Regions from separate parts of the Mus musculus genome. Here regions 2, 3 and 4 are each linked to region 1. A link is a contact called in public promoter capture Hi-C data. All regions are on one chromosome and are shown on one strand. The core of a region is the stretch at or near the end of the contact, and the rest is flanking DNA. Distances in the headings are between cores, read along the strand shown. Region 1 overlaps Ubr1 (ubiquitin protein ligase E3 component n-recognin 1). Region 2 overlaps Ganc (glucosidase, alpha; neutral C). Region 3 overlaps Zfp106 (zinc finger protein 106). Region 4 holds the start of Zfp106 (zinc finger protein 106).

Evidence for each region. Promoter capture Hi-C pulls out the DNA fragments that hold promoters and counts their contacts. Capture Hi-C pulls out chosen DNA fragments and counts their contacts.
Region 2: a contact with region 1 is called in a promoter capture Hi-C map of adipose tissue. The contact joins two enhancer-like sites. A contact is called at or near these places in 14 of 39 promoter capture datasets (the 3T3-L1 cell line, the C10 cell line, the HPC-7 cell line and 8 more), 1 of 15 datasets of contacts at CTCF or cohesin (the NIH/3T3 cell line), 3 of 484 Hi-C or Micro-C datasets (the CH12 cell line, bone marrow and bone marrow-derived macrophages), 1 of 115 datasets of contacts at active chromatin or transcription factors (large pre-B cells) and 3 of 9 other capture datasets (adipose tissue, liver and macrophages).
Region 3: a promoter capture Hi-C map of adipose tissue shows a contact between it and region 1. The contact joins two enhancer-like sites. A contact is called at or near these places in 6 of 484 Hi-C or Micro-C datasets (3T3-L1-derived adipocytes, bone marrow-derived macrophages, cerebellum and 3 more), 3 of 115 datasets of contacts at active chromatin or transcription factors (double positive thymocytes, embryonic stem cells and memory CD8 T cells) and 3 of 9 other capture datasets (adipose tissue, embryonic stem cells and liver).
Region 4: a contact with region 1 is called in a promoter capture Hi-C map of hippocampal neurons, with 1.6 times the contacts expected there. The contact joins the promoter of Zfp106 here to the enhancer-like site in region 1. A contact is called at or near these places in 9 of 39 promoter capture datasets (the 3T3-L1 cell line, 3T3-L1-derived adipocytes, the C10 cell line and 5 more), 7 of 115 datasets of contacts at active chromatin or transcription factors (the 230-238 cell line, the SCID.adh cell line, bone marrow-derived macrophages and 3 more) and 2 of 9 other capture datasets (liver and pancreatic islet).

What each region holds. Positions count from the first base shown.
Region 1 is chr2:120,869,477-120,875,949 of GRCm38.p6, reverse strand. Ubr1 (ubiquitin protein ligase E3 component n-recognin 1) reads left to right here. Exons shown (of 47, transcript NM_009461.2): 41 at 451-584; 42 at 2,718-2,826; 43 at 4,905-4,961. Among named protein-coding and RNA genes, the nearest start is that of AV039307, 22 kb to the right of the region's middle. Within about 2 kb of position 4,034, at least 35 of the 459 cell types and tissues checked have an H3K27ac peak or open chromatin away from gene starts, as enhancers often do. A contact at or near this core is called in adipose tissue and hippocampal neurons, where this site is marked.
Region 2 is chr2:120,457,436-120,463,908 of GRCm38.p6, reverse strand. It overlaps Ganc (glucosidase, alpha; neutral C), which reads right to left. Exons shown (of 24, transcript NM_172672.2): 23 at 5,763-5,866; 24 at 3,043-4,093. The coding sequence ends at 3,984. It overlaps 4931402G19Rik (RIKEN cDNA 4931402G19 gene), which reads left to right. Exons shown (of 5, transcript NR_040608.1): 3 at 3,343-3,468; 4 at 4,385-4,465; 5 at 6,324-6,473. It overlaps Capn3 (calpain 3), which reads right to left and starts at 316. Exons shown (of 24, transcript NM_007601.3): 1 at 1-316. The coding sequence starts at 36. Within about 2 kb of position 3,513, at least 5 of the 459 cell types and tissues checked have an H3K27ac peak or open chromatin away from gene starts, as enhancers often do. A contact at or near this core is called in adipose tissue, where this site is marked.
Region 3 is chr2:120,516,074-120,522,546 of GRCm38.p6, reverse strand. It overlaps Zfp106 (zinc finger protein 106), which reads left to right. Exons shown (of 22, transcript NM_011743.3): 14 at 2,002-2,136; 15 at 3,366-3,482; 16 at 6,442-6,473. Among named protein-coding and RNA genes, the nearest start is that of Zfp106, 45 kb to the left of the region's middle. Within about 2 kb of position 3,721, at least 52 of the 459 cell types and tissues checked have an H3K27ac peak or open chromatin away from gene starts, as enhancers often do. A contact at or near this core is called in adipose tissue, where this site is marked.
Region 4 is chr2:120,560,618-120,567,090 of GRCm38.p6, reverse strand. Zfp106 (zinc finger protein 106) reads left to right here and starts at 3,232. Exons shown (of 22, transcript NM_011743.3): 1 at 3,232-3,404.

The DNA.
Region 1 (6,473 bases), core at 2,785-5,284:
TTCTTATTTCATTGCAACGGTGAAGAGGGTTTGGTTTTGGTTTTTATCTCAGTGACAATGGGGCGAAATGAAAGCTTATAAGCCTTGCTGTATGTTGCAGGGAGAATCTTGTGTGAGTCAAGATACTTTAAAATGCTTTGTTTGTGTTTTTGTTTTTTTAATTGACTTTTGTTTAGTTCTGCTTTGTTTTTATCCTTACCTAAGGAAAGAGAATGTGCTGATCGCTTTTCAAAGTCTCCCTGGTAGAGGCTGGGTTTAGCCCTTGGAGAGTCTTTGCCTAGTGCTGAGGGCTTTAGTGTCGCTGTCAGGTGGACATAAAAACTATTGGCTAACTGAATACTTTTTTAAAAAAATGCTTAGAAACTAAGTCATTAACCAGATGTGATTTTATCAGGGGTCGTGTTTAAACTCTAGTTCCAGTCTGGTAAATGTTCTGTTCTGGAATCCTAGCCTCGCTGGGTGCGGTGCTCCCGGCTGGTACCTGTGGCTCTCCCTGAGGAACGGCATCACCCCTTACCTCCGCTGTGCTGCACTGCTTTTCCACTATTTACTTGGAGTAGCTCCGCCTGAAGAACTGTTTGCCAGTAAGTAGAAGACTGAAATCAGACAGCGAATGGAGACTTGTCTTCACTGACAGAGAGAACAGTGGAACCGCCCCTGCCCTACCCATCGTCTGTGTTCATGCTGAACCCAGGTCCCCTGCCCAGGGCGAGTTCAAATTAAAAGTGAGGCCAAAATCTAGTTTGCTTTCATAAGCCACAGATCCTCCTGGTGGTTCCTGAGTGTGCATAGTTAAATCCTGTGTTTTTAGAGCACCTGCAAGCCAGGGAGGGAGAGCATGGGGCAGACAGTGGTGCGAGCTGTTCAAGCATGATGACCCGAGTTCAATCCCCACTCCTCACAGAATAGGCTGAGTGTAGGGCAGACAGCATGATAGCTCCCTGGCTAAGGTACTTGTTGCCGAGCCTGACAGCATAAGTTTACTCCCTAGAACCCACACAGAAGAAGGGTAGACTAACTCTTACAAGTTGTTCTCAAACCCACAACATGCACACTGTATATAGTCATGCCCTTCCCCTCCCCCAGTAAATAAGAAAATATAAAAAGTAAATAAAAATTTTAAATCCAGATGTGGTGGCAAGCAACTGTAATCATAGCATTTCTATGAAGAAATGGGAGCAGAGACAGGAGAAGCACCCTGAAGGCTGTGGCCCAGCTAGCAACAGAAACAAGACAGACCTGGCTTAACAAAGTGAAGAGAAAGAACTTGTCTCCTAAAAATTGTCCTCTGGCCTCCATGTGAAAGCAATACATACACACATGTACATGTGTACATACACAGGCATGCATACAATTTTTTTTAAACATACATATGTGCAAGCTGAATGTAGTGGCATACAATTTAATCCCGGTACCCAGGAGGCAGAGGCAGGCTGACTTCTATTAGTTTGAAGCAGATTGGTTTCCATAGGGAGGTCCAGGCTTCCTAAGGCTATATTGTGAGAACTTGCCTCAAAAATAAAATAAACTACATATATGAAGACTATTAACTGAAGGATATATAGAAAATTAGAGATGTTTGTTACCTTTATGGAAAAGAACTATTCAGACAGGAAGGTGACTTTATTATATACTTGACTTTGGATTTTGAATACATAGCTATACTAATGGATAAAATAATGATCAAAAAGGCCTTCTGAACATCAAAAACCTGCATTTACTAACAGTATCATTTCTTGTTCTTTTACTTATTTCTAAATCTAGACAAAAATAGAGAAGGCTTCCTTACATACTATGTCCTCTTTGTGAGAGTCAGAGTATTTGTTTGATTTTTTTAAATTGCCCAGAATTATCCAGAGGATCATTTTGTCCCTTGAGGATACATAAATGGGGTCACCTTTACCAGCTGTTAACATCCTTATCTTGAATTCAGTTCAATAGGTGTGGTCAACCTTTGTCAGGGTTCTCTATAAAATAGAATGCTACTCTCCAAGTAATTTCTGTGTGCTGCCACACACAGCAAGTTCATGTACTTATCCAAAGCTGTCATAAAAAAATAAAGTATTTTCTTTTTTAGGATTCAGGCAAATCTAAGCAAAGCTTAAATATGCAAGGTATAATACCAAATGGTAATGAGTCCTGCAAAGTAAAGCTGATCACAGCCAGGGTCAGGACTCAAGGACATAGGTAGTCAAGGAAGACTTTTCTCCAAGGAGAATTAAACAAAGAGCAGCATAGAAGGAGCTCAGCTGACAGAGAGGTGAAGAGCCTTTCAATGTAAGGTATTGCTTGGCATAGTAAGAGAACAGTGAAGATTTGATTCCAGCTGGAAACCTCCTGCGCAGGAAGGTCCAGGAGGTAGCCAGATGTATGCATTTTATCTGGGCATTTATGCCACAATAAAGCCTTTGTGAGCTAGGGTCGAACTCAGTAGAGCACCTCACCAATCCAGTCCCTGGGTTGTATCATCAGCAAAGTACCACCTGTCTCCACATACTAACCCCAGAAGAAGAGACTTTGTATTGTATACTAAGTGATAGTCATAGGAGCCATCTGATGGGGTGACTCACATTCGTTTTATAAAAGGATCACTGTGGCTTACTTGCCACCCACTGTTTTATGGAGCAGATAGAAATGAGTATAAATAATGAAGAGCTCCTTTAACACTGTAGATCAGAATAATGTGCTCATCAAATATATCTTGATATTTCTTGCAGATTCTGCTGAAGGAGAATTCAGTGCACTCTGTAGCTATCTATCTTTACCCACAAATTTGTTCCTGCTTTTCCAGGAATATTGGGATACCATAAGGCCCTTACTACAGAGGTACTATGGGGGCAAATGTAATGATGGCTTTTATCTAGTTTGAATTTTTTTATGTTTATCTTAAACTTTTGATTGGTTTTGATACAGGATTTTGCTGTGTTAACCCCAAACTCTGTTCATCCTCAGACTCCTCCAGGGATCAATGTGAAACATTTGCTTTTATGTTTTTAAGACAGGGTCTAATAGAGCCCAGATTGGTCTAAGACTCACTATGTAACTAAGGGTGGCCTTGAACTCCTGTTTCTCTTTCAGCTGCCTTCTAAATGCTGGAATTACAAATGGGGACCATAATCAATGCCTTTCTCTTAGTTTCAAAAATTTTAAAATTACTATTATTCTCTAAGCTTTTCAGTAGATTAACATTGGCTGCAAGAGGCAGGAGCGTACAGAGATTCTCAGTGCACGCACTTAAGGAGTGGGGTTGAGACCAGCTGCACCCCGTTCACTTTACTTGGTTCTTGTACAGTTATTATTTTGGTCCGATCTTAAAATGTGGTGGGGAGAAGGAAGTGCTCATAAACAGAATCATGATTAAGAATCAAAAGACTGATCATGGTCGGCAGAGGAAGGCAGAGCTCTGTGAGTTCCTGGCCATCCCAGGCTACCGAGTAAGACCCCGTCTCGAGAAAGAAAGAAACCTAACAAGCTCACACTGGGGCTTGTAGTATTGCTCAGTTTGTAGAGTTCTGGCCTAGCCTGCACGAAGTCTCTGTTCAGCCTCCACCCAGCACCCTATAAAGCAGTCACCATGGCATATGTGCCTAAAATCCCACAACTCCCGAGGTAGAAGCTAGAGGTTAGAAGTTCAAGGTTATCCCTTGATTATGTAGCACATTTGAATCTATTTCTCAGTACATGAGAATTTATGTAAAAGGATAAAGAGAGTGAAATCTGGAACTGTATGTCAAACTGTGGAGAATGTGGTAGAACACATGTCAGAAGAGTGGCTGAGAGCCAACTAGCCCTGCAGTGACTAGAGAGGCATGTGCCTCCCTTTCAGAAAGACTCTGCTGCACCTGATCCTGACGCCTTGTTTGCGTCTGACTCCAGTTCCCTCTCCCTATGCCTGTCTGTCCTACCGTTCTTACAATCAGTTTCACCGTGTTACTCTGAATTCTCACTCTCCTATGAGTTTGTCTGTCCTCCTTACGTCCCTTTTCCTTCTCATGCCCACGTCAGAGCTGGGTGAATGCTAGCCTGCCTCGTGGGACTCCTAGTCCCACACCCTAGGCTCTCTGCCAGCTTTTTGCTTTGCTTCCTGAGTTCTCATGGGCATTGTGATCTCTCATAAAATCAAAATGAATTGTTTTTAGAATTCATGGTTTAGAATTAACGTCACTTGTTTTATTACAATGACACAAACTTCATTTATAGTGCAGCTGAGTATGGAGTGGCTGAGTCTTGGATGTGCTATTTTAGTTTAAGTATGAAGAAAGCTTCTGCCATTTGTGCTCTTCCTGGCTCTGCTTGCCTTAGGTCTGTTCTTTGTCAGTTGATCCAGTGGGAGGCACAAGCAAGGGGCTGGAAGCAAGGGAGGATAAAGTTCCCAGCCACCTCTCTGCCTCCCAGGACATCTTTTCAGTAGGGACTGTGGCTCTACTGATACCAGAAAAGCCTGCTGCAATCCTGTTACCCACTGGTGACTCAACCCAGGGCAACAGTGATGTCGTCTTTCCTCCCACTCCTCCGACCTGCACTGGGGCAAATAGTTAAGGCTTTTTTTTTTCCTTTTTTTTAAAGGCCTTTTGTCTCAAGGGCCTTCTTGGTCCTTTGTCACTTCTCCTGGGAGTAGGCAAGTATACCTACCACACACGCTGTATGCAGAGCCCCTATTATTACTGGTATTGCTACTTCCTGCTATTAATTTCTCTCATTTAAATTGTAGATGGTTTCTGTTCTAAAGACTAATTAACCAAATCCTTGAAAAAGGATTTAGAAGGGGTTGGGAGAGTAGGAAAGGAGAGAAAAGGGTAAGAGGTAAACTTAAATACACAGAGAGGATTAGAGAGAAGAGAGCAGCTGATGTGCACTGCAGTTTGCCTGTGACCAGCCTCCTTCTCTCTTGACTCCACTTACAGGTGGTGTGGAGATCCTGCCTTACTCAAGTCTTTGAAGCAGAAAAGTGCTGTGGTCAGGTTGGTTTTACTATTTAAATCTTTTCGATATATCCAGAACTGTGTTTCTAAAATGCTTGGCTGGTTTGCCTTAATTCTAGCCTGTCCCCTTTATTCTCAGTTCACTGTTTCCTGGATATCTGTTGGTCTTTGCCGCCAGATATCAGGTTTTTCCTACACTGATTTTTTTCTCAGAAATGGTTATCCTTCCTTCTTAAATTGTCAGAAGCCACCAGCTCCACTGGAGGAATCATCCTTGAATTGGTACCTGCCTGTCAAAAGGCAACGGAGCTTGTGTCTGGGAGCTGCTGGTTTACTAAAGCCAGGAGGTGGTGGTTTACACTGTTCATATAAATCAGTTTCCCCACCCTTTGAGAATAACAATATAAATAGATCTGACAGTCTTCTCCCCTTCTTGTGTATATGCTTAGAAACTAGACCCCATGCATATCTCAAAAAAAAAAAGAAAAAAAAAAGACAAACTTTTCTTAGGCTGTACATGATGGTACATAGCTGTGATCCAAGAGAGAGATTGAGGTATGAGGCATATGAGTGGCAGGCCAGATTGGGCTTTGTAAGGAAATGAGACTATTTCCAAACTAACAAGAAGTTTCCTCAGCTCTCTTTTCTCTTGAGTTATGGGTCTGTCCGAATCTACATTTTCCCTCAAGTACATGTCCAAATGCCACCTTTTCCCTGAAGCCTGTCTTCTCTGGCATGTGAGTGTGTCTATATATATCTTCCAGCCTCCTAAATCCCTAAACAGCAAACAAGAGAATGGCACGTTTGCCTGTGGCCTGGCTTATATTACATTCTGTGTATTATCTAATTGTTATGTGATTGAGTTGCTTCAGTAAACTGATACAAGAGTTGGTTCCTAGTACCATTTTCTCTTCAGCCCTTGAACTCCGTTCAGCTACAGGAAATATGCATAAGCTGCATTCCCTACAACCCAACGTTAGTGATTGATAACAGTAGCCCTGCGGCCGGTCAGTACCCAGAAAGGAAAGACACCGCTATATAGAGAAATAGAAAAGCTTATGATGTCAATATATATTTTTCAACTAGTACTATCATGCAGTTTTTTCTTTATTTCATATCATGGTGTACCTTTTAAATATCTTTCCACAGCATGGTACTGAAATAATCTGAGAAATTGAAAGGAGATAACACACATATACTCTTTGGTTATGAGCAACTGGCAATCTTAGTTAGTTATATACATGTGTATACTTTATATACATTGCATGATTTATATATAGTATATATATATAACATTATAGCACAAAATATAATAATATATAGGATATACCACTAATACCTTAAAGAAATATAAAGAGGAAAGTAGGTGTGCCTGTAGTCCAATACTTGAGAGACGGAGATAGAAGGATTGCTGTTTATTTGAGGCCAGCCTGGGCTACACATTGAATCTGAAACCAACCCAAGTTACAAAATGGGACCTATCTTTACAAAATTAAAAGAAAAAGGAAACTTAAAGAGGAAAAGATTCTTCTTTTGTTTGTTTGGTGTTTT
Region 2 (6,473 bases), core at 2,264-4,763, 410 kb after region 1:
CCTTGGGGCCACAGTTGGACTAATAACAGTTGGCATGGCAGGCAACTTTGGAAGGAAGACTTTTTAAAGAAAATGAGATTCAGCTACCTTCAAGGAAAGGAAGTGATTACAAAGCTGAAGTTGAAGTGATTCTGTCATCTGAGGAAAAAAATGGCCACAGTCTCTTCAAAGTTTAAATCCTATCAGAAAACTGACTGGCTTCTGACCAGCTCAAATAGTGAACTATGACCCTAGAGCGATAGGTTTTCCTGAGGAAGAGTCAATAAAGGATTTAGACGCAGTTTCTACCTAGTGGCCTTCAGCAGCGCACTTGCCAGAGGGAGAAGAAGAGAGTGAGGGTTGTGTTTCAGTGGCCTGTAGAAGCTTAAGCCAGGAAAACTAAAAATAGACATGAAGTGAGGTTGTGATCATGAAAGCCACAGACTGGTGCGTGGCTAGACTGAGTGGTCGCGAAGGACCTAGCTGGAGGTATTTCTGCATTGACATTAAGAACTCGGCTTGTCAAGAAGTGAGAGTGTCTGAGACAGCTGAACACCAGAAATCAGCAAAGTGTGTAAAGGACTAGGCAGTCATGCAGGCTACTGAAGCAGCAGCCGCTGGATACATGGAAAACAGTATTTTAGAGCCAGTATCTTTTCTAGAATGTTCTGGAGTCGGCTTTCAGTCCAACTGGGTAGAAAATGCCACTCAGCAGAATTTCCAGTCAAGGAAATTCCTCTCTTCATGCCCACTGGACACACTGAGATCAAGTCGACTACATAATGTGTATCCTAGTAGATTGTTGACTAGATCATTTAGCTACACCACATCAGCATCCAGACAGAACTGGAAATAGAGCCAGGGTAGTGTCAAGTCCTTAGATGTCGTGTCTAGTGAAGACTCAGGGCTTTTAAATGGAAACCAAAGTGGCCTGGGGGAGGGAGCTGATGGCCCGGCTTCTGTTTTTGTTTGTTTGTTTGTTTGTTTTGTTTTTGTTTTTGTTTTACCATGGTAGTTGCTCTCTGGGTCATAATGAAATGGCTATATCTGATATCTGGCAGAGTAGAGGCTTGACCCAGCTTGCAGCTGTGCCTGTTCCTAAGTGACCATCCCTATAGATCCAAGTTTAGAAGACAGGAAAGGGTGGGAGATGACAGCTGAAATGGGGGCATAGGGCAGGAAAGATGGCTCAGTGGTAAAGCACTTGCTGTGTAAGTGTAGGGATTTGAGCTCCCACTTAAAACTAGGTGCAGTAGAATGTTTGCCATTCCAGAGCATCCACAGTGAGATGGGAGGCACAGGCAGGAAAAGCTGTAGAGGCATGGGCAGGTTGTTGGCCTATGCAGCAGAAAACAACAAAAAGACCGCGTTTCACCATGTCTCAAATAAGGTGGAAGGCAAGGACCAACACCCCAGGCTGTCCTCCTCTGTGTGGCATGGCACACGTGATCATGTGGATGCCTATACTCACACACACAAACATGTACACACATATATATATATACATGTCTCTCTCTCTCTCTCTCTCTCTCTCTCTCTCTCACACACACACATACACACACAATGAAAGAGAGCATGGGCTCATAATTCCTGGCAGTGTAACTTGAAGGAACCCTATGACTCAGCTATTGGAATCACCAGTTTATCTTCCTGTCCCTCCAAGAAAATGCTCAAGGTATCTTCTACTCCTGAAGAAGAACAGAGTTGCGCAGTCTCTGAAGGTTGACTGTCGAGGATCAAAGTCTAGGTTGACGTCTGCTGGCTGTGACTGTGTAGCTTTAGCCTCGTTACCTTTCTTCCTCTGAGCCAGTCTTCTCTCGTGTAAAGTGGGTTTGATAGTCATTCTGTTGTTGGGTTGGTGTAAGGATTAAACAAGTAAACTCATGTGATGCATTTAAAATGCTGTTAGGGTGTCCTAAGCACTCAGCAAGAGGTTAGAAAGAAGACTGAATTTAATATTCCTTTGGGGTTAGGTTGGGTCGAATGACCATTCTTACAGTGTCAATCAGCTATCTATCACTATAACAAGATGAATGAGATAACCAACTTATATAGACAAAAGGGCATTTTGGCTCACAGTTTTAGAGTCTTTAGCCCTTATAAATTAGCTCCATTCTTCTGCGCCTGCAAAGAGGCAGAGCATCATGGGAGAATCTTGTGGCAAAGCAAAAGCATCTACCCCATGACCAGGAAGCAAACAAAGAGGAAAAGCAAAGACCATGACCAAAAGCAGCTTGTAGAAGAGTTTATTTTGGCTCATGTTGCACAGGGAGAGTCCATGACAGCAAGGAAGACATTGCGGCACGTGCTGAAGTGGGAGGCCGAGAGAGATCACATCTCAACAGCACACAGGAAGCAGAGCAAGCAAATAGAAAACCGAGTGAGGCTATCACCCAAAGCCTGCCACGGACGACATACTTCCTCTAGCAAAGATGTACCCCCTAAGAGTTTCATAACCTCCCCTCACGGTGCCACCAACTGGGGACCTTCTGTTCAAACAGATGAGCCTATGGGGGGCAGGCGTTTTCATTCACACTGCCACAGTGGTATGACAGGTGTGAGAGGAATGTCACATGATCTTAAGGAGGATACACTCTAGTAGGGAAATACACAGTCCTGCTTGAAATACTAAGGCACATCCCTGAGGATGCAAAGTAGGGTACAATTATTTGTGGGGCAGCCTTTCAGAGAAAGACAAAATCACTGCCAGTGGGTACTCGGAGGTTGGGGGTGTCAGGTTAGAAATTTTCATGGAGAAGTAGGGCTTGGGTTGGGTCTGGAAGGATGGTAAGATCTCTATGGGTGGAGGCAAGGGACAGTATTGAGGCTAAGGAAAGAGAAGGCAGAACGGTGGCAGTTGAAAGTAGGTAGTAAGTGTAGTGAGAGGCTCTGATGCTGAGGAGCTGAGAGCACCCCAACAACAGCAGCAGCAGACAGCAGGAGCCTCCAGAGTCTCCAGAGCTATTCGAGCCCATGCCAAGCCATATTGGAGCCCAATGCGAAAGGAAGAGGCAGTAATACTGAGGTGTCTTTATTTAGAACCTTTTGTTAAGCCTGTAAGGGTTTTTTTTTTTTTTTTGGCATTCATTTTGATTTTTAAAGACAGAGTATTGGAATACTACTCCTTTTGGTTATTGGTCGTGCCTAAGACAAGTGCCAATCCCTGTGCTATTCTAGTCCCAGCCCTGTGCTCTATTTTTAAAGTTCACCTGTGGGATGTGGGTATTTATTCCATTTTCACTAATTATAGCTTATTATACTCACTTTATAAATATTCTTCGGTTAGTAGATGGTTTTTAATAAAATACAATTAAAAGGAGTAAATCTGACTTTGAAAACTGATTTGGTACTTTTGAATCTAAGAAGCGTGAAAGAGGATCGTATCCTTGTGATCTGGAGTCACTCTCAGAGGAGAAGAACTTTCCACAGCCCTTGCCCATGGAGTGTCTGCAGCAGAGGCAGCCATACCCACACTGCTGCTGACAGAAGGTAACCCTGGAGTGCCAGGCACTGACATCCACTTGGGGATTGAGTTGGGCAACTCTGCTGCTGCTACAGTCGGAGTGAGCTTGCTACACAAGCCGAGGCAGGCCCCACAAATGGGCCTCTGAGTAGCCCTGCTCCATGTCAGGCCACTCCCTGAGCTCTTTCAGGGTCTGTGAGAAGGGTCAGTGTTTGTGCAGAGTGTGTCAACAATACATCTTTAAATGTATAATCTGAAATCTTATTTTTGATTTTTTTTTTTGAGACAAAGTCTCGCAATATAGCTTAAGCTAGTCTACAATCCTTCTGCTTCAGCTTCCTGAACGCTGGGATGACAGGAGTGGGCCATGGCACCCGGCTAAAATCTTAAAACCTGAAATTGACAGGTCATCAGTACACTAGAGATAAGTGAAATGTCATTTTCCCCAGGGAAGCAAATCAGATGGCAGCACAGATCCACAGAAGGCCAAGAAGGTAGAGCGGTCGGGTAGCTCCCCGTACTCCACCAGGGCGCCTGCTCATCAGCCCACACGGACTTCCCAGTCCTCACCAATGCGCAGAGACAGCTTCTCCAGACGCAGGGCAGATGTTTCGGCACAATATGTAAAAGCTGCAGGCTGAGCTCTACCATCTAAACAGCAAGAAGATAAAAAGATGGTTTGTGAGAAACCAGGAGAAAAAAAAATCTTTTTTTTTTCTTCAAATCTGACACGTTATCTGATGTTCTCAAATAGTGTTACATTTCACTTAGGAAAGCCTGGAAGCACATTTATTCATGAACTCTGTGAATGTTTTAAAATATGAAAAGTCTCATTGTTTTGAATATATTCCTGGTTGGAGAGACACTATCAGGAGCAAAGTGATTTATCTAAGAAAAGCAGTAGGTGAAATTCTTCAAAACAGAATTTTATTCTGCTCCTAGGGCTGAAGATGGCTGTGTACTGGCTGGTTTTGTGTGTCAACTTGACACAGGCTGGAGTTATCACAGAGAAAGGAGCTTCAGGTGAGGAAATGACTCCATGAGATCCAGCTGTAAGGCACTTTCTCAATTAGTGATCAAGGTGGGAGGGCCCCTTGTTGTTAGTGCCATCCCTGGGCTGGTAGTCTTGGGTTCTATAAGAAAGCAATCTGAGCAAGGCAGCCTAAGCAAGCCAGTAAGGAACATCGCTCCATGGCCTCTCCATCAGCTCCTGCTTCCTGACCTGCTTGAGTGCCAGTTCTGACTTTCTTTGGTGATGAACAGCAATGTGGACGTGTAAGCTGAATAAACCCTTTCTTCCCCAACTTGCTTCTTGGTCATGATGTTTGTGCAGGAATAGAAACCCTGACTAAGACAGGCTGTAACCTATTACACATTAAGAAACACCCAGAGGGCTGGAGAGATGGCTCAGTGGTTAAGAGCACTGACTGCTCTTTCAGAGGTCCTGAGTTCAATTCCCAGTGACCACATGGTGGCTCACAACCAATGGGATCCGATACCCTCTGGTGTGACTGAAGACAGCTGCAGTGTACTCATATAAATAAAATAAATAAATATTTTAAAAAGGAAACACTAAAATACTATTGTAGGCTTCCACTAGTTTCTCTGAGCCTACATTAGCTGTGGGAGAAAGAGCCACTCAGGATGAGAAGCAGAGTAGTAGCTAAGTCTAGAGCAGTGCCCAGCCTCGCTAATTCCTCATGTTGTAGTGACCCCCAACTATAAGATTATTTTGTTGCTACTTTTTTTGGGGGGGTTCGAGACAGGGTTTCTCTGTATAGTCCTGGCTGTCCTGAAACTCACTTTGTAGACCAGGCTGGCCTCGAACTCAGAAATCTGCCTGCCTCTGCCTACCGAGTGCTGGGATTAAAGGCGTGCTCCACCATGCCTGGCTTTGTTGCTATTCATAACTGTAATTTTGCTACTGTTATGAATCCTAATGTAAATATCTGATATGCAACCCCTATGAAAGAAAATTTGTGCCCCACAGGTGGAGAACTGCTGCTCTAGAGACTAGATAACCCAGAAGGACAGAGATGGCCTGAGCTTCATACAGTGTGACAGTTTGGGAACAAACCATCTCTCTCTTTCTTTTTTTTTTTTGGTTTTTCGAGACAGGGTTTCTCTGTATAGCCCTGGCTGTCCTGGAACTCACTTTGTAGACCAGGCTAGCCTCAAACTCAGAAATCCGCCTGCCTCTGCCTCCGAGTGCTGGGATTAGAGGCGTGCACCACCACCTGGCTAACAAACCATCTCTTAACTGCAGATATTTCTGTGCTTACAGCACAAACGCTGCAGTAAGAAGGAGATGTTTGCTTACCAGACAAGTGGGTAGTCACAGAAGATGGCTTCTTCTTAAGGCCTAAGACCAAGATCTGCTCCACAATGCACTTGCTGGGGTAATGACCCTTCTCATTGGCACACCTGGAAGGATACAGATGGTATTAGGAAAAAGAGAGGGATGGGGCTTTAATTGGTCTCCAGGTCAGTATCTCTACCCTGAGAGTTCTTGTTCCTATGGAGTTATGGTCCATGTAGGGGCCATTTTCAGTAGGACAAAGAGATTGAAAACAAATGATTCCCCGTGACAAGCACTAGGTAATCAGGGCCAGCTCAATCTCCCTAAACTGTTTGAAGCACAAAAGATATAGTGTGGTTTGGATATTACAATCAAGCTAAAAGAAACCAGATATTTGATTCATTGGTACATGGAGGAATGAAGGTATTAAGGAGTACTTAAGCTGAATAGTTTTATTTTGGGGGCAAAAAAGAGAAAGGTAAAAAAGGAGCTTTAATGGTCAGTGATTTAAAAATACAAATGGCCTTCACCACTCATTTATTTAAATAATGTCTTAAATACTTTTTATTACTTTTATTTTAGGAATATAAAATTGGCTGTGTGTATGTAAGTGTACCACATGCCCTTGGAGGCCAGAAGAGGAGGTGTAGCTCTCCTGCAGCTGAGTTACAGACCATATGGATGCTGGGAACTAAACCTGGGTCCTCTTCAAGAGCAACCAGGGTTCTTTAA
Region 3 (6,473 bases), core at 2,472-4,971, 350 kb after region 1:
TTTCCTCAGCTCTGCCTTCTACATCACATTTTCCTTAAATGTGGTTCTGAGAGGAACCTGTAGTGTCTCTTCCTCTCTCCAGAGAAAAAGTCCTTCAGTTTATTCTCTGAACCAACATCCAGTAGGTGAGGAACAGTCAGGCCCCAGCCTTGAAGTTAGTGATGGGGTCAGTCATACAGCTGCTACATAATAGAGGAAGCAGGATGTGACTATTGCAACGTGTTTGAGAAAGAATTTTTATTTTTTATTTTTAAATATTTATTTATTTTTATGTATGTGAGTACACTGTAGCTGTACCAAATGGTTGTTGGAAATTGAATTTTTAGGACCTCTGCTCGCTCTGGTCAACCCTGCTTGCTCAGGCCCAAAGATTTATTTATTATTACATATAAATACATTGTAACTGACTTCAGTTGCACCAGAATTACGAGTGGTTGTGAGCCATCATGTGGTTGCTGGGATTTGAATTTAGGACCTTTGGGAGAGCAGTCAGTGCTCTTGCCCGCTGAGCCATCTCGCCAGCCAGAGAAAGAAATTTTCCGCTGGTGATTATAGAATCTAGGTTCTTAGAGAAAGTAGCCCTTCCCACGTCTCCCCTCAATGTAAGTGATGCTCATCATGCTTCAAGAAACACTTTCAAGATTAGAATTGATGTGAAAACTAACTTTGTCTTCCACAATTATAATCAAGACTGAACCAACACCATAAAGGTATGAAAACTTGAAAGTTAAATGAGAGCTGGGCATGGTGGCGCACGCCTTTAATCCCAGCACTCAGAAGGCAGAGGCAGGCGAATTTCTGAGTTCGAGGCCAGCCTGGTCTGCAAAGTGAGTTCCAGGACAGCCAGGTCTATACAGAAAGTTAAAAGAGGAACTAAGGGGTTGATAACAGGTTTGTGATCTAGGGCTATGAGAAGTATTGGAAATGACCTCAGAAGAAAGCAGTGATATATGGAAGTATGAGCGAATGTTCTACAAGAGCAGAGCTAGGTGTGGTGGCATATGCCTTTAATCCTATCACTTGGGAGGTGGCGGTAGAGGCAGGAGGATCAGGAGTTCAAAGCCAGCCTCTGGTACAAAGGCTTAAAAACAGCTTAAGCTACATGAGACTATGTCTCAAAAAAAAAAAAAAAATCTAGGAAATGAGGTCTTAACTTCCAGGTTGTGAGACCTATGTATGAATGTATATATGTACATTGTAAATAGATTTTGTATGTACACAGATATAGCATTTAAGACAGTTTTTAGGAAACCATTCCTAAGCCACTAGGACCAGTGATAGCACCTGACATTTAAGTTGTGAGTGTTCTCATAAGCTGGTAACCAAATGTATAACCACTATGGGCAATCAGCAGCAGCCTAGATTTTCTAAGTCTCTTGGCCCATGTCTTAGAAAAACTTGACCTAATAGTATTTTTGGACGTAGCTTAGTAAATATATAGTTGTAGGTATCTCACTGTATGTGACTTTGCTTGGCAGTTAGTGCACAACAAATATTTACTAAGCACACATTGTGTGCTGGGTAACATATTTGGGTGAATACAGCAGTAGACTGGAAGTTATAACATTTTTTTTATTAATAATTATAATAAAAGGTATTATCTAATTTCTATTGCTATGATGAAATGCCATGACCAGGGCATCTTCTAGAAAGAAATGTTTATTTGGGCTTAGAGTTCCTGAGGGTTGTAGTCCATAATGGTGGGAACTGTGTGGCTGGCAATGGGCATGGTGGCAGCATTAAGAAGCTCCTCCCATCTTGAACCTCAGGAATGGGGCAGAGAGTAAACTAGAAATACTGTGAATCCTAAACATCAAAGCCTGCCCCTGCTGACATACTTTGTCCACAAGGCTATACCACCTACCCTCCCCCAGACAGTACCACCAACTGGTGAGAGTATGCAAATACCCATGACATTTTAGAAGCTGTTGACATTTCTAATGCAAACCACCATATTTTCCCAATTTTGGGAGTACTAATCTGACCTGTGCTTGACCTTAGAGTCGAAAGTGTGTTGGTGTCTTTGAGGGACACACTTCCAAAGTGAACTGCCTTCTTGTCACTCACACCTCTGGGAAGAGTTCTGTCCTCTACACGGGTTCCAGTGACCACACCATCCGCTGCTACAATATTAAGGTGAGTGGCTGCAGAGAAATCAAGTGTATTAACCTTTCATGTATATTTATCATCATCCTACTTGTTTGACTTCCTCATTTTTGCCATAGTTTAGCATGCTGATACAATCGTGGGTAGATGGGAGATTTAGTATAAATCATATTTTCTGTTTCTTCATTATTATCTGCTGATTTTGTGCTGTAACAGCATACCCTATTGGTCTTACTTTCATGTCATATGCCAGAATTAATCCTCCTGACAATGTTTTTAATTACATTTATCTATTTACATTGTGTATGTATGTGTGTATATCTATATACATGTGTGTAGAGGTCAGAGGAGTTTTTTTTCTCTTTCTGCCTTATGGTCCAAAGAATCGAACTTGGACTACAGGCCTTTATCAGCTGAGCTATCTCACTGGCCCCTGTTAATTTCTTTAAAGTTAAATTTTATGGGACATAGGGAAATAAGTCAGTTGGTAAAGTTCTTGCCTTGAATACCTTTTATTCCCAGAACTCACTTTTTAAAAGCTGAACACGGGGCCCACAAGGTGGCTCAGCAGAGAGACTCTTGCTGTCAGGCTTGATAGCCAAAGTTTAGATCCATGTGATCCACGTGGTGGGAGGAGGAAACCACCTCTGTCCAAGTACTAAGAAACAGGCCTATGTCATCACACCCTGTTTGTGATGTGCTGGGGACTGGACCCAGGGGTCCATGCCTACTAGGCCAGTACTCAGCCTGCCAGGTACAGCTCTATCTAAAGCTTATCTGTCTTCATTTAAAAAGCCCTTTAAAGAATTCATGTAAGCCGGGCATGGTAGCACACGCCTTTAATCCCAGCACTCGGGAGGCAGAGGCAGGTGGATTTCTGAGTTCGAGGCCAGCCTGGTCTACAAAGTGAGTTCCAGGACAGCCAGGGCTACTCAGAGAAACCCTGTCTCAGAAAAAACCATAAGAAATAAAAATAAATAAATAAAAAAGAATTCATGTTTTTAATTAGAAATACCAGTATCATTAGAGGTTTGTTTTGGGGGGGGTGTTTGTTTGTTTTGTTTTTTGTTTTTGTTTACCTTTTTGATAGTACCCACCCTGTGATCTTGGCCTCACACTTTAAAGAGGAAACATACCTAAGATAGTCTACTGTGTGCTTTTCAGCATCATTTTAAGAGTTTAGAATAACAGTTGTTCACACAACTCATTGCCACTCTCCTTTGTTAGTAAGGGATTATTTTTTGGTTTTGGCTTTTCAGACCCGAGAGTGTATGGAACAGTTACAGCTGGAAGACCGTGTCCTCTGCCTTCATAATAGATGGCGAACCCTCTATGCTGGACTAGCAAATGGCACTGTGGTCACATTCGACATAAAGGTCAGTGGTTGGGGAAGCAGGCTGGATTCCCCTGCCCTCTGTCTCCGGTAGGAAACAGTGTGTAGTAATTCTCCTGTCTGTGAGGAAGGACAGAACTAGCCTTTATTCAAAACCCACTCTCTTGTGCAAGTGAGATCAGTCCTTTATTCTGTCTGCTCAGACTCACATATGCTAGGACCAAAGTGCAGCCTTACTAAATTAAACCAAGCCTTGATATTTGGGCCAAATAATGAGTCATATGTTAAACCAGTCCATCTGATTTATGAGTGACACCATGGAGAATGAATGTGACTTCCCTGACTACACTGCTGTAGTTGGGGACTGTTCTGTAAGGTGAAGTCATTTTGAGGTTTCCCTTAACAGCCATGCAGCCTCATTCTTTTCCACCTTATTTGGAGAGCAGATTTCACCATCTTCCTATCCTGGATCCCAGAGTTTCTTAGCTTATGTTGCTGTGATAAAATACCCAGCCAAAAGCAACTCAAAAAGAGTTTGTTTGATTTGGCTGACAATTCAGGGTTACACCATTAAGTAGAAGTCAAGGAAAGAAAGAACTTGAAGCAGCCAGTCATATCCACAGCAACGAACAGAAAGAAGTGAATACGTATATGCAAGCTTTTCTGTATTTGGCTCCCTTACCACACTTACAGTCAGGATCTAAACCCAGGGAATGGTGTACCCACATTGGGCGGTCCATGTCCTTCCCCCATCCTCCTTTCTGCCCCACTTAGTGCATTCAGGACAGTCTCTCATATTATCCACAAACCAAATTGACAAATCTCATTAAGACTTTTTTTCCCATATGATCCTAGGTTGTGTCTAGTTGATAAATAAAACTACCACTATACAGAGTAAGGTTAAGTTGTTGGTGCCTGATAGGATAGGTAGCAAGCTTATGCCTCAAGAGACTTGTCATTTCTACTTTAGAAGGTACATTGACAAGCTTGGAGAAGACTTACTAGTAGAATCAGGGACACCTTGTCGCAGGCTTTGTGGCAGCTAACATGAAAGGACAGGCTGAAGATGAGAGAAGGGAATAGGAGCACTATCCATGGAGGCAGGGGTCGGAAGTGTGGCTGCTGTAGCTCCACACCCCATCAGTGCCAGGGCTCCTCTGCAACAGCACTGACTGGGACTGTGTAAGGAAAAGCATGCAAGGTAGTTTTGGCCTTTTGGAAACTTTTCAAATAAAAATTGAAGACTCTAGTATATCTAGTATAATCAAGTGATTTGATCCATTGATACTTGTGATAAGTGCAGATTTTTAATTGAAGTGCCAGTCTCCTGATTAGATTGAATTAGGCAATATGAATAAAAACAAAAGGGCAAATTACAATTCTATTTATAAGGACGAAAGCTTAATAGTTATATTTTTCTCTTGTGCAGGTATTGTTGTCAGAGATTGACATCACAAAGAGACTTTGATGTCAGGCAGAAAGGTTTAGATGGCTGAAAGTCAAGAAGTAGAGGACAGATTTGAAAACTTTTGCATGCATGAATTTTGCAAATCAGGGCTGGCTCTTTTTGGCCGATGTTCTAGAATGCAGAATATAGTACTCAAGATAGACTGTTTACCTTGCAAGCTCTGTCCATCACTAGACACTGAACTCCAGACAGTTCTTAGCATGTCAAGATGGCTTGAAGTCATTGCTCAGCTGCCAACTGCTACTTTCTGCTGAGTTTCTGGGAGTTTTACTTCATGTATGTACCCAGAATATCTTTTTAAAAAATGTTTGAAGAAATGTGAAGCTTTGTGAGCAAGATTGAAAGCAGGGGAGAAGAGATAGGGGAGACGTGCATAAAGTGTGAGGTAGAGCATGTGTTTTAGAATTTATGGTATAAACATTCCATTCTGATAGGAAGACTGCTATCTTCTGTTAAAACACCTTCTAAGACACATCTGGTGGCGAGGGTATAGCAGAAGATCAAAGTAACACAAATGTGGAAAATTTAAATTTACTTATTTGTTTTAGATTAATTTCTCTTGTTTTATGTGTAAGAGTGTTTTGCCTGTGCACCACATGCCCACAGAGGTTGGTCAGATCTTTGCCCGAGAGTTTGGAATCTTCTTTACATTGGAAAGAGGACTAGGTGATTAAGAGGCTCAGATTTGGGCTGGTGAGATGGCTCAGCAGTTAAGAGTGCCGACTGCTCTTCCAAGGGTCCTGAGTTCAAATCCCAGCAACCACGTGGTGGCTCACAACCACCCGTAACAAAATCTGATGCCGTCTTCTGGAGTGTCTGAAGACAGCTACAGTGTACTTATATATAATAAATAAATAAATATTAAAGAGAGAGAGAGGGAGGATCAGATTTCCCTCATCTTGCTGCTCACAATACTAGTAACTCCAGAGCCAGGGGAGCCAGTACCCTCACATAGCCTCCATTGGAACCTGAATACATAAATGGTGTACCCCACATGTACACACATACAATAAATAAAAATAAATCTAAATGTGTTTAAGAAAACAGGTACCTCTCAGCAGAGAAATTTTGAAATGTCATGAGATATATAGCATATCTTTTAGGGGGATAAAACACAATGAGAACATAGGCATGGTGCTTCCAGCAGTATGAAGACTGAGGCAGGAGAATTCCTGTGTTTGAGAGTAGTCTGGACTGGCTATATGGTTCAAGACTCAGCTGGGTTGCATAGCAAGACCCTTTTCAGAAAAGAAAAATAACAGTGGAAGAGTCCTAAGTCTGGCAGAGACTGTGCTGGAGTCAGGTGGTTGTTAGGGTCAATACAGTTCAGGTCAAAGGTAGAAAATAATTTTCCGTGTAGTTTGCCCAACTAGGTCAGGGTAGGGAAGTCATGAACAGCAAAGAAGGTTGGAGCTGACATACCTTTGGGATTTAGGATGGGCAGTAGATGGGAGGGTTTATAGCCACTTTAGTTAGCTGTTTTTGAATTTTTTTTTTTAAATTGCTTTTATGGAATGATGGGTTGTTTTTTCAGAACAACAAGCGACAGGAGATCTTTGAATGCCA
Region 4 (6,473 bases), core at 1,983-4,482, 310 kb after region 1:
TGTAATCCTCAGGCTATCAGAAACTGAGGCTGGAGGATCACTTGACCTCTGGAATGTAAAGCCAAACTGATAACTTAGTGAGATCCTATTTCAGAGTACAGTCTATCACTGGGTTGGGGGGGAGAATGGAAGAGCCCTTTTAGCCCCGAGACCACCGCCATCAGGGCTGAGGATCAAGCTAGATCTTTAAAGGTCTTGTAAAATTTGGAATAATAAACCTAGGATTCGTTTTATACCCATTGAGTTACTGAAGGATTTTAAACAACTTGCCCCAAAAATTCTTCCAAGCATCTCTAAGAGTAAAGCAAAACAAATAAATAATATATAAATAAAAATATATATAAATAAATAAAAAGCTGGCAATATAGGGAATAAAAACTATTTCATAGAAATAGCCTCTTCTTAAGAGATAGAAGAAGTCTGAGAAATATCATTTGAATTTAATACCAAGGGATTGGTGATAGTTGACAGACATTGCAATAGTTTGGAGAAGAGAGAGACATGGGGACATTATAAAATGCTTTTGGAAACTTTGGCTTTTGTCAGAGGAAAAGGAAGAATAATGTATCTTATTCGTTTTTATTTTGTTAGGATGAAGACAGGAGGAAAAAAAAAAACCCAGATGAGAGAAACAGTTGAATTAAAAAAAAAATCAAGGGTGAGGTTGAGTAAAGATCGTGATTGGGTTAGAGCTTCAGTAGTCAAACCTCAGATGAGAGTTGGTGGTGTACACCGACAATCCTGGCACCAAAGGGGATCTTTGTGAGTTTGAAGCCAGCCCAGTTTACAAAGTAATTCTTTGTCTCAAAAGTAAATAAATAAAATTATGGGCTGGAAAGGTAGCTGTTCTTCCACAGGACATAAACTCAGTTTCCAACACCCACCTGGTAGGTAGCTCACGACTATCTGTAATTCCAGTTCCAGGGGATCCAAACCTTCCTCTGGCTTCCACAGGCACATATACAAGGATGGTACACAGACAATCATGCAGGCTAAATACCCATACAAATAAAATATAATAAAAAAAATCAATACTGATAGGAGGTTTAGATAGTGGTTAAAACCCATAATCTCAGCATCAGGAGGTGGAGAGGCAGATTAGAAATACAAAATCATCACCGACTATGACAATATAGTGATGTTGAGGTTAACATTAGCAACCAGAGACCCTGCCTCAAACAATAAAGCCGAGAGGGCTGAGGCTGCCAAGAAGGCTCAGCAAATAAAGCACTAGTTCTCAAGCCTAAGGGCCTCGTTGATTTTGATCCCTAATTTTGATTCCATATAGTTGCAGGTCCTCTGACTTCTCTATATGAGCACTGGGTGAAGCATGTTGCCATACACACACACACAAATACATAGATATACATATATATAAAACCCAAGACACTAAGCAGAAAGGAACATTCATGGAAGAGAGACTAACCCTCACAGAGTTGGGGGAAGGAGGAGTATTCTCAATGATAATGACAAAATTTATTTGTAAGCCTGTATGTTTAGAAACAGGAAGTTAACTTTTCTGGGAAGTCAGAAACGGACCCTTTGCTGATTAGAAAAGTGGCTGCAACTTTAAGGAAATTGAGAAGCGTTGGGGTGTTGTAGAATGTGATAGACAGAGATAAGCACTATTAAGGCCTGTAGCAATGAACTCAGAAGTTTGTTTTGTTAGTCTTTCTTAAATCATTTCTTGAGGGCAGGGAGAGAGAAAATATATGGCTGAATACAGTTAGGATTGGGATAATTGCATATGTATCAAAAGATGGCCTAGTCGGCCATCACTGGAAAGAGAGGCCCATTGGACACACAAACTTTATATGCCCCAGAACAGGGGAACGCCAGGGCCAAAAAGGGGGAGTGGGCGGGTAGGGGAATGGGGGTGGGTGGGTATGGGGGACTTTTGGTATAGCATTGGAAATGTAAATGAGCTAAATACCTAATAAAAAATGGAAAGAAAAAAAAAGGATTGGGATAATTATGGATGTAATACTGTAGTTCTCAATTAGGGACATTTTTTGCCCTCCAGGGGGACACTGGGCAGGGTCTAGAGAGTTGGGGGAACATTATCTTAGAATGCACTAGACAGCAACTGGTAACAGTTATCTGCTTCAAACTGTAAATGTTGCCTGGCATGGTGGCGCGTGCCTTTAATCCCAGCACTTGGGAGGCAGAGGAAGGCGGATTTCTGAGTTCAAGGCCAGCCTGGTCTACAAAGTGAGATCCAGGATAGCCAGGGCTACACAGAGAAACCCTGTCTCGAAAAACAAACAAACAAACAAACAAACAAACAAAACAAAGCAAAGCAAAGCAAAAACAAAAACAAAAACCTGTCAATGTTGTGAAATCCTGGTCTATGGTTATTTTGGTCCTCACTTATATTGGCATTTCTTGAACTATGTCTCTGAACTTAGAGCAAAGCACTTCTGTATGTAATCTCCCTTAAAGGGGAAGTAGAAAAAGCAGCCTAGCAGACCTTAAATGCTTTAAGGACTTGTGATGTCACAAATACACAATTGGAAGAATTCCCTAAACCTTTAGAAGGAATCTGGATTTACACATAAATGAAGGTAGCTGTTTATTTTGATTTGAGGCTTTAACGTATTTATTTATTTATTTAGGTTTTTCGACAAAGGGTTTCTCTGTGTAGCCCTGGCTGTCCTGGAACTCATTCTGTAGACCAGGCTGGCCTAGAACTCAGAAATCTGCCTGCCTCTGCCTCCCAAGTGCTGGGGTTAAAGGTGTGCGCCATCACTGCCTGGCTAGGCTAAGATTTAAATTGAGTTCTGTCCTTTGTTGAAACAGTATCACATTGTAGCCCAGGAACTATGTAACAGCTTTGCCTAGCCTTGAACTCCCGTTACACTCTGCTCTCAACCTCCAGAAGCAGAGGTGAGCTACCATGCCTAACTTGGAATCTATCTGTTCCAAAGTTTCACAAGGAAGGAATAGTTTTGAAATGTAGTCAAGACACTGCCACAGCTTATGGTGGAGGGCTTAGAAAGTAGGGGAAGTCCAGAAAGAGCTTGGAAAATGGGGAAAACAAACAAACAAACAAACAAACCAAGAAAAAGAAGGTGCAGCCAATTGGTTTGTGCAAAAGACCTATCTGGGCTCTTCATCCTTTTTGAGTAAGGCCACTTGTCTGGTGTCCGTTGTTCACTTCTTATGTTCAAATAAAGCTAGATGGTTGAAAAGGGCGGATGGAGTGGGAGGGGAGAGGGAGCGTGCTGAGTTGCGTGCGCCTGCGCGCTTGCGCGATGGTGGTAGTAGCGGCGGCGGCGGCGGCGTCAGTGCCCGGCGGGGAGCGGGTCCCGGGCCGCCGCCGGACCGGAGGCTAAGGGGGCGTCTGGGAGCTCCCTCGCCGGGTCCTCGGCGGCCAGATGGCGTAGGAAGGTCGGGCTGTGAGTGTGAGTAAGGAGGATGCGGCCTGGTTGGGCGTATCGGAGCCCGAGGGTCTGCCCCCTGGACAGGTGGTGGAGCTGCGCCTGCATGCGACCACGCTACGATGCCCCTTCTGACCTGTGTGGGTTTAGGGTTTATTGGCGAGCGGTGCGTCTGGCTTCTGGGCACAGATTCCAGCAAGGGCAATCCGATTCTGTTCGCAACCCAGACTGGACGCGTGGCTCCAGGTTTTTGACCTTTGGGGCAGGCCCTGACCTCTGTCGGCATGGGGTCTAGTCTAGGAGGAATCTCAGCCTTAGTTTAAAAGCTGTAGGTTTCAGGCCAGGGCCATCTCTAGCCTTCCGAGACTAACAGTGTCGCCTCTTTTTCCTGCTTTTGAGGACTCTACTTGTGGGATGCGTCTTAGCAATGTAGTAGCAACTAGTGGAACGGTATGTGTCCATTTAATATTTAGTACGATTTTGGTGCGTAGTGTGGAGAGGAGATTATTGCACCGCCTCCCGTTTCAGTCTGTTAGGTATAGTCATCTTTGAAAGTAACGTAAACTATCTTTTTGGGGAAGTTCCAGATTTCAGTGTTGTGTGTGTGTGTGTGTTTTTTTACCCCAACTTGGAAGCAGATTACAGTTCTAGCCACCATATCGGTTTATATTAAAGTGATTCCAATCACAGACTGATTAAGAGCCAAATCCTGTTCTAAAACTACAGGGGGGAATCTTAAAAGTGTAACGCCAAAAAACGAAAGAATGAATGATCAGATTCATCTACGAGTTACTTAGTATCTGCTTTGCGTGTGATAAGTACATTCAGGTGTGTCTTGGGAATTTAACAAGCTGTTGTAGTAGATGTTTTTGGGTAGTACTTTTTACATGAGGTACTGAGATACTGAGAGTGATTTGTTGAAGTTTTCACGTTGTGGAGTTAGTGAACTTCATCTCCGGTGATGGCTACGCTCATCTCTTTCTGATACACCCAATTAGACATTCTTTTTTTGTTTTTGTTTTTATTTTTGTTTTTTGAGACAGGGTTTCTCTGTATAGCTCTGGCTGTCCTGGAACTCACTTTGTGGACCAGGCTGGCCTCGAACTCAGAAATCCGCCTGCCTCTGCCTCCCAAGTGCTGGGATTAAAGGCGTGTGTCACCATGCCCGGCTTTTTTTTTTTTTTTTTAAAGACTTATTTGTTATTATATCTAAGTACACAGTAGCTGTCCTCAGATGCACCAGAAGAGGGCGTCAGATCTCATTCCGGATGGTTGTGAGCCACCATGTGGTTGCTGGGATTTGAACTCAGGACCTTCGGAAGAGCAGTCGGTGATCTTAACCACTAAGCCTCTCTCTAGCCCCAAATTAGACATTCTAAGCACTCCTTCGAGATCGGACTGAACTACTAGATACAGAAAATAGTAGAGTTTATTTTGATTCATAGTTTTGGAGAGAATCTGGCTTATGTAGCCCAGACTGGCCTCAAACTTGATCCTGAGTTCAATCACAGTGCTGGAATTTCGTACAGCCCATCGTAGATTTTAACTGGAGAGAGGGTCAAGATGGATTTTTGAAGAGAGCTTCAACAGTCAGGAAAGAAAAGGTGTGAAGGGATTTCATCAGTCTGGTGCAGAACCAGTGGCTTTGACACAAGGAAGGTGTTTTAAACAGAAAAACCATGTCCTTACTGTACATCCAGATTAGAACAAATTCAAGGCTGGTCTCTGAGAAAAGCAGGGAACATTGAGTGCCTTGGCTCTTAAACCCAAGATGAGATCTCTACATAGTTTGTGTTTTGTAAATGGGTTCTGGAAAGGGAAGTTGAGGATTTTTATACTAAAGGTTACATTACTCTTAACTGCTCATCTAGGATGCAAGTTGCCCATGAACAGCTTACACTCTGTTGCTGTGGTTGTAGTCTGAAAGGGGCTGTCCAGAAGTATGAGCTACCAGGTGTGTATCAGAGGACTTGTAAAATTTGTGCTTTTGTTAGACTGAGCCACTTCTGAAAGTGGAAAATGTTTGTCAAGGATGAAGGATAGAAGTGGTTCCAGAGTTTCAGTTTCACAGTCTGTGACTTTTTTTTTTTTTTTTTTTTCTTTTTCTTTTTCTTTTCAAGCTAAACAAACACTTTTTGGTTTTTCGAGACAGGGTTTCTGTGTGTAGCCCTGGCTGTCCTGGAACTCACTCTGTAGACCAGGCTGGTCTAGAACTCAGAAATCCACCTGCCTCTATCTCCCAAGTGCTTGGATTAAAGGTGTGTGCCACCACTGCCCAGCCCTATCTATATTATTCAATACTAAATTGTTTGTTTTCTTTGATAGGGTTTCATGAAGCTAAAGCTGACCTTTAAGTCTGCATACTTCCCAAGTGCTAAAATTATAAGCACCATCACGCCTAGCTTTTTTGTTTTGTTTTAAAAAGTGTGTGTGTGTGTTTGTGTTTGTTTGTTTCACTGAGCTACTTTGGACATTTCCTCCCTCTTTTTGAGACATGGATCAGTCTGTCTACCTTGCCCAGGCTGTCTTGAACTTGCTTCTGTTCTGTGCCTCATGAGTAACTGGGACTGCACGGCTTACCATCAGGAACCTTCAAAGGCTACAATGTTGTTGCATTTGTTAGTCTACATCTTGAGGTCTCTTTTAACACAGAGAAGTTTCATTTCTTGCTTTTTCACCTTGATTTGTTGAAGACACCTGTGTAGATAAAACTGATGATTCAGGCTTGTGATACATATCACTAAGCTTGTTACAACCAACTGGATGCTAGAGAACAGTGCTTATTGGATTCCTGCTAAATGCTCTGTCTGTGATGCTGTCTGCTGAGGTTTCCCATTTTTTAATGATACTGAGATTGACTAGTGGGCTTAGTGGTAAATTTAGCCTCAATGGTGGTTTCTCACTGTTTTTCATTTGTTTGTTTAATAATTCTTTGCTCTGTAGCCACAGCTAGCCTGAACCAATCTGGCTTTGAAAAACAGCCTCCCTGGTGCTAGAATATGAATGGGAAGTTTATTCTAGTTTACTTGTGCTTTCTTATTGCTGTTGCTCGTTTGTGGAGACAGAGCTGGAGATAGCTAGCTCAAATCCATG